2 separate regions of the Mus musculus genome follow, and region 2 is linked to region 1. A link is a contact called in public promoter capture Hi-C data. All regions are on one chromosome and are shown on one strand. Each heading gives the region's core, a stretch centred on a gene start, on an enhancer-like site or on the middle of the called end of the contact. The rest is flanking DNA. Distances are from core to core; before and after follow the strand shown.

Region 1 (3,300 bases), core at 466-2,965:
ATGGGTAAGAGAGAGAGAAAGAGAGAGAGAGACAGAGAGAGACAGAGAGAGACTGGGTTCAGATGAACCACTAGGCTGTGAACTCTTTTGGGGCAGGAATTTGATGGGAGGTGTGGTGTCAGGGGCTGGCAGCCCTCTGTGAAACACTTCAAAGGACATTTGTGTGTGTGTGTGTGTGTGTGTGTGTGTGTGTGTGTGTTGCCTCCACCTGGCACTGAGTGGCCTCTCAGGTTGGTCTGGGAATGTGGGAGCAGGAGGAATCTAGCTAGCACTGGAGTTTTAAAGAATGTTCCAGGGAGGGGTAAGAGGCCCAGGGCAGATGTGGGGTAGGCTCAGGAATGAGGAAGTATTTCTCAAGCCTGTGTGTGGTGGTTATAGGGGGCCGAGGCCTGGACTGAAGTGCCCAGGTACTTTTGTCTGTGTGCTTCCCAGCTCTTGTTAGACCCTCATCCTGAAGGAGCTGTGGCTGAGGGGGCCAGGACCCGTCCAGGTCAGCGCACTAGCTGTGCCCTGCTGGGGCTCAGCTTGAGAAAGAGAAGGAGCTCTTGGTGTGGGTGAGAAACAACCTCCAAAGTGGGGGATGGGTGGCAGGGGCTGTAGCAGGATGGAAAGTGGGGTGCAGAGGGGGACAAAGGACTGAGGAAGCACCTTGAGGGGTAGGGAGTCTCCTTGAGAGCTTAGGGTTGTCTACCTGAAAAGGCAAAGCAGGAAGAATATGACATTCCCATCCTCCCCACCTAGGACGCCCCTAAAGGACCAGTCTCACTGCATGGAGCCAGAGGTGGGCTAAAGGCTGTCCAAGTGAGTCTGGGAAAACTGGAAGTCCAGGAGCACTCCGAGGAGCACTGAGCACACCACCACGGGTTACCACAGAGGCCAGTTTTAGTTGATTCCCTTGTCAGGCATAGCCTAGTGGGTTTGTAAGCAGGAAAAATGAGGCAGAGCAGGGAGGAACGTCTGGATGTGAACGGGAGACAGGACACACACATGTGCATACAAATGTGTTCAGTTGTGAATCCAGACCCCCCATGCACAGACTGCACTCATATACACTCACACTAGTGTGTTAGGGGTATGAGGGCACAGAAGGGTACGCACAGCCATCCCAGGAACCCATACAGTAGTTTGAGGAGGGGGTGAGGCAAGCCCTCTGAACTTGGATGGTGGGGAGGGCGCAGTTACTGAAACAGCTCTTCCCAGTAAGGATCGTCACAGGGCCAGGTTACTCAAGAACTGAGCTGAGCTCTCCAGTAGCAGCTGGGCCAGGAAGGAGAGTCCTAGGAAGCCTAGGGCTTCCCCAGCCAGTGGGTGAGGGGTTTCAACTTTCAGCAGGAGCTAAAGTTTGTCAGGCACTTCCTTTTGTAGCACTTGGCTTTCCTACTGGCCTCAGGAATCTAGGTATTCACTCCTCATACCTGCTCTAGGAAGCCTTCTCCTGCCAATTGTAAGGTGGTCTCTTTGCGGTCCAGAGATTTCTGGGCTGTGGGTATCTTGGACAACTTGCCTGAGGTGTGGGTGTCTCACGACGGCGTCTCGGCCTCCTGCAGACACTTCCCGAGTGGACGAAGAGCCTTGGGCGGCGGCTGGGGGCGGTGCGAGGGCAGAAGGCAGGCGGACAGGAAGGCCCTGGCTGCAGAGAAAGGTGGCCAGCGGCCAGCCCCGCCCTGTCCCCACCTGTGTGCGCTCAGCCTCCGCCCCGCATGGAGGAATAAAAGGTCGCAGACTGCCTGAGGTCAGGGAGTTCGCGCTGCTCCTCGCCTCGTCCAGCCAGCTGTGTCCAGCCGCTATGTCCATCCACTTCAGCTCTCGCTCCACTGCTTACCCGGGCCGCGGGGCTCAGGTGCGCCTGAGCTCGGGCCGCGCCAGCTTCGGCAGCAGGAGCCTCTATGGCCTGGGCTCATCAAGGCCTCGTGTGGCCGTGCGCTCCGCTTATGGGGGCCCGGTGGGCGCTGGCATCCGCGAGATCACCATCAATCAGAGCTTGCTGGCGCCGCTGAGTGTGGACATCGATCCCACCATCCAGCAGGTGCGCCAGGAGGAGCGCGAGCAGATCAAGACCCTCAACAACAAATTCGCCTCCTTCATCGACAAGGTGAGACAGCCTCAGTCGCACGGTTCTTTCCGGCCACGCCTTGCCCTGGGAGGCTGGTGTAGGTCTCTTTCCTCTTGTGTCTTCGGTGGGCTCTGTATAGTACTTCTCCTTACACCCTCCTTTAGTCTCCAAACTCCGCTCTGCCAACAAATGGCCTTGGGCCCCTCCCTTTCCTCAAGGACTCAAGGATTGCCCCCAAGTTCTCTCCAGCTTCCATAGTTGACTGGTCTCGGGGGATTTGGAGCCACTTTGTAACAGGTGTGAGGCTAGGAGCTCTGGAGGCCAAGGCCAGCAGTTAGTTCTTTGGTGTCTGGGTCCCTTTCCCTGGGAGGAGGTTGTGAGGAGTCAGGAATGGGGTGGGATGACTCCTCCTTTCTCCATGGGAGAACTTTGTATCTGAGGTAGATGCTGAGAATAAAGGCCTGGCGGAGGGAGGCTTCTGCCCTACTTACCTGCCCGTTCCTCTACCTTTTTTGTTGGTAGGAGGTAAGGTTACCTCTGCCTTTGCAGATGGCTCTGTGGGAGACTGGGACTTGGGAGAGGGGCCCTTTGGAAGGTATCTCCCTGGCTGTCCATCCCAGTCATTCATGGGCATCTAGGAAGCTGAGGCCTGCAGTCCTGCCTGTCCCTCTGGCTAGGACCAATCCCTTGCTTCACCGTCTCCCTTCCAGTCCTCCTGCCTGTACCGTTCTGTCCCAGAAATCCTTAAAAGAAACTTCCCAGACTGCTCTAGCCCCACTTCCTGCTCTATGCTGAGCTGTGCCATCCTAATCCAGCTCATGATTCCTCAGGCTGCTGGTTTCAAGGGCTTTTCTTGCCTCCCACCTTCAGGCTGAGATAAGAGGAAGGAGAGAAGATACTGAGGAAGAAAGAAAAATTCCAGCGTGGAAGGAGGGGCCAGTCCAGTCAGTCCCCTAATACCCTCTCACCCCCAGCTTCAGAGAAGAAAGGGGCTATTTAAGGGGCAGAGGTAGAAAATACCATTGAAGCAGAATTGGCTAGGAACAGTGTACTCCACTAAGCCAAGCACATCAACTCCATGGCTTACACTTGAAATAGGGTCCTAGGGATGAGGGGTAAGCACAACTAGTGGGCACATGGGCTCTGCTGCACAGTGGTTCCAGACTTTTCAACATCTGTGGTAGTAGAGTCTGGCCCCTCAGGTTCCTCCTCTTCCACACCCCTCCAGGTACGCTTCCTGGAACAGC
Region 2 (3,300 bases), core at 540-3,039, 510 kb after region 1:
GACCTTGTTCTGTTGCTCTAAGAATCGCACCTATGTTGAAAAGAGACACAGGTCCCTAGTAAGACCCAGATGCTTCAGCAGGAGGGTTCTGAGGCCAGCACCAGCCTAGGTGGGCCAGGCAGCCAGACCACCTAAGAGTCACGCAGCTTGGGCCACCTCATAGCAAGCCTGGGACACTATCATGGCAAGCATGTTCCTGGGCCCATAGTGGTCTATGGGACACATAGCTTGGGGAACACAGTAGAAGGTTGATGATACAGCAACAACAGCTTTTTTAACCACAGCAGACCAAAGGCCCAGATGCAGGGCTAGAGAACAGAGCATCTGTGAAATAATCAAATCAAATAAGACCATGAGGTATGAACACAGTTGGCAGGCACTTGCGTTCAAGGGATACAGACCCATGGCGAAGAACACATTCACTTTCAGAACAGGCTAAGCATGGTGACGCACGTGTATGCTCCAGCACTCAGGAGGCTGAGGTAGGAGGATGATGAGTCTGAAGCCGATATGAGCTACAGAGGAAAACCTTGTCTCCTGAATCTGTATACGATTAACTCTAACTACAAATGGCCCAGACATGTTCTAAGACTCAGCTGGAATCCATCCTGGCATGGACTTCCTGGAGCCTTCTCTCTCTAACGCACCCAGCCGGGCCAGCTAAAGGAGTGGTTGGCAGAGCATCTCCATGTTACATTCAAGCAGCAAAACTCCTGCCTTCTGAACTCAAAGGCTGAGATGAAAGGAAATACTGCCAACAAGCACAGAAAACTCTTAGTCTAACGTTCAAGTCTGTACTCCCAGGGTCACGGTAAAGCCTCCAGGAGCTACTACAGGCTCGTTCAAGCCAGTGTAGCCACTCATCCTCCTCCAAGGGGTTCACTCTTGCCTCAAACACCTAAAGGAACCAAAACCTTGATGCCCAGCAACCTAGAACAGCCTGGGCTAGAGCACTGCATTGGCCCCTAGCCATAGATTTCTGGGTAACCAGATTCTATGATGCATGCCTACAATTGGGCTACATAGAAAAGATCTCCAGGTTTTGCCTTTTTAAAAAATGGAATCTGGGCTAGAAAAAGCAAAGAGTACCTCCTCTGCTCTTCAAGCATCCTCAGAGACGAGGGGTTTCACCCAGAGTCAGAAGTAGGTATGAGGTGACTTCCTGGCTAAGACCCAGGGCCCAGGGCTTAGAAACCCCGCACTCCACCACCCTCTGCAAAGATCAGGCTCACTCGCCTTATCGATGAAGGACGCGAATTTGTTGTTGAGGGTCTTGATCTGCTCACGCTCCGCCGTGCGGATTTTCTGGATCTCTGGGTCAATCTCCACCTGAAGAGGTGTCAGCAGGCTCTGGTTGATGGTGACTTCCTGAATACCTCCAGCAGGACAGACTGGGAAGCCAGGACCTCCTCGACCGTTGAAGGAGCCTCCAAAGCCACCGCCAAAACCACCGGCACCAAACCCAGCACCGTATCCTCCAACGCCGAAGCCTCCGGCACCCCCATAGCCGCCGCCTTGGCAGGACCCAGCCACGCTCATGGAGATACTCTTGTGACCCCCGAGGTTGTAAAGACTTCTGCTGCCGAAGCCCCCAGAAGAGCAGCGCCCTGCACCGCCAGACATGGAGCCTGAGCTAAAGGCCACTCGCTTGACACCACCAGCAATAGCTGAGCCACTGCTAAAGCCCCGGGAGGCTCCGCGGACACTTGACTGTCTGGCGATCATGGCTGAGAGAGGAGGCAGCTGCAACGAGCTTAGAACAGAAGCGAAGCAAAGGCCAGATCCTGAATGCCAGAACCCTCGGCCCTTGTGGCTTATATGCGCTGGAGCAGCAGGGCTTGGTTGCAGGGGCATAAAGGGAAAAATCCGAAGTATCTCTGGGCTGGGCCTTTGGCAACGGCCCATCTCTCTTGCACCTGCTGAACATGTCACTAAGCACACCTAGAAAAGTCACTGGGAGGGCACAGCTTACGGTCTCATCCCTCGCTGAGCCAGTGCCCCAGGGCCTCCTGTATCACTGCCCACCTGACTCAGACTTGCAAGGCCCCACTGCCCTTCCTCCTTCTTTCCCAGCCTCATGGGGCTCCTGCTACAGACACCTAGTCTGATCACCCCTACTTGCATGCCACAGACCCTGGAACCTGAGAGCCTGGGTTCTAGGGCACAGCCTGCCATTGCCAGGCTATGCACCCTGACCTGTGTGTGCAAGCTGCTCCCTGAGCTCAGCCCAGGGACTCATAAATTGGAAAGAATGCAAATATTTACTTTTCCTTTCAATACAAAAGAGATTGTGATCTTGGATGGGAGCTTGGCAAGCTGTCAGCATCAACTCTTATGCCTGTGTCCATCATTCTTATCCTCTGTGTGTCCCTGGCCACTTGTTCACCTATGAAACAAGGCTCTTCTCTTACAGTTCCAGCCTGGTAGCCTTTCCAACCAAGACCCAAAGAAACTCCTGGATGGGATTCTACCGTGTGGCCCATAGCCACCCTGGGCTTACAGGGCTTCCCCAGAACACAGCACGTCTGGGTTGGTTTGTATGCTTGTTTGTTTGTTTTGTTTTGTTTTTTCTGAAGTGGTCCCAGAATTCTGGAAAGAGATTCCTAACATTCTTGATGCTGAGTATTGCTTTGGCAGACTGGTGGTCATTCAGGGCCATGTGCGAGATACAAAATCATAGTTTTACTCCCAGAACTTGGATTTCTCCTAACTGAGCAGAACTGGCCTATACAGAGTCTATTCATCTCTCACTAATTATGCAGTCTGGGGTGGGCCATCTGATACCTCTGAGACCAGCCAACTCACTTTATAAATAAAATAAGACATGTTCCTATGCATAGATAAGACAATATATCCAAGGTGCCTAGTACACTGGAGACAAACAGGCATCCGCTCTCATCCTGTCCAGGGACTAGGAAATCCAATACATCTGAGTTTCCTCCTCCCTCCATCATTGAGAAAATGACCCAGAGGTGAGAAAGAGCAACCACCAGCACATGGATAATCCCACCTGCCTGAATCACACCCATGTCCCCCAAAAGCTTCCTTGATACACAGAGAACTCAGGGTGAGGGTGAGCACAGGTCAGGCCCTAGGGATGGAGCTACAGCAAAGGCCAGAAGACAGTCCAAGAGCCCAACCAACAGTCCTCCAGGTCTCCCCTCCACCACTGTCCTGTCACTGTCCAGCTGGCCACTGTAAACCTACTAGAACCTAGACCCATCACATAGGCAGCCAAAGCTGGAGCAGGTAAGCACCGCAGAGCATAGAGGTGTTGCCCCTCCACCCACAGTGCCAATC

Evidence for each region. Promoter capture Hi-C pulls out the DNA fragments that hold promoters and counts their contacts.
Region 2: a contact with region 1 is called in a promoter capture Hi-C map of stem cell-derived epiblast-like cells, with 8 times the contacts expected there. The contact joins the promoter of Krt4 here to the promoter of Krt7 in region 1. A contact is called at or near these places in 27 of 39 promoter capture datasets (the 3T3-L1 cell line, 3T3-L1-derived adipocytes, the C10 cell line and 15 more), 2 of 484 Hi-C or Micro-C datasets (embryonic stem cells and nephron progenitors), 3 of 115 datasets of contacts at active chromatin or transcription factors (embryonic stem cells and pancreatic cancer cells) and 1 of 9 other capture datasets (adipose tissue).

The regions. Positions count from the first base shown.
Region 1 is chr15:101,410,688-101,413,987 of GRCm38.p6, forward strand. Krt7 (keratin 7) reads left to right here and starts at 1,716. Exons shown (of 9, transcript NM_033073.3): 1 at 1,716-2,092; 2 at 3,282-3,300. The coding sequence starts at 1,787. Gm671 (a long non-coding RNA gene) reads right to left here and starts at 1,505. Exons shown (of 4, transcript XR_384459.2): 1 at 1,416-1,505.
Region 2 is chr15:101,922,946-101,926,245 of GRCm38.p6, forward strand. It overlaps Krt4 (keratin 4), which reads right to left and starts at 1,790. Exons shown (of 9, transcript NM_008475.2): 1 at 1,237-1,790; 2 at 1-30. The coding sequence starts at 1,725.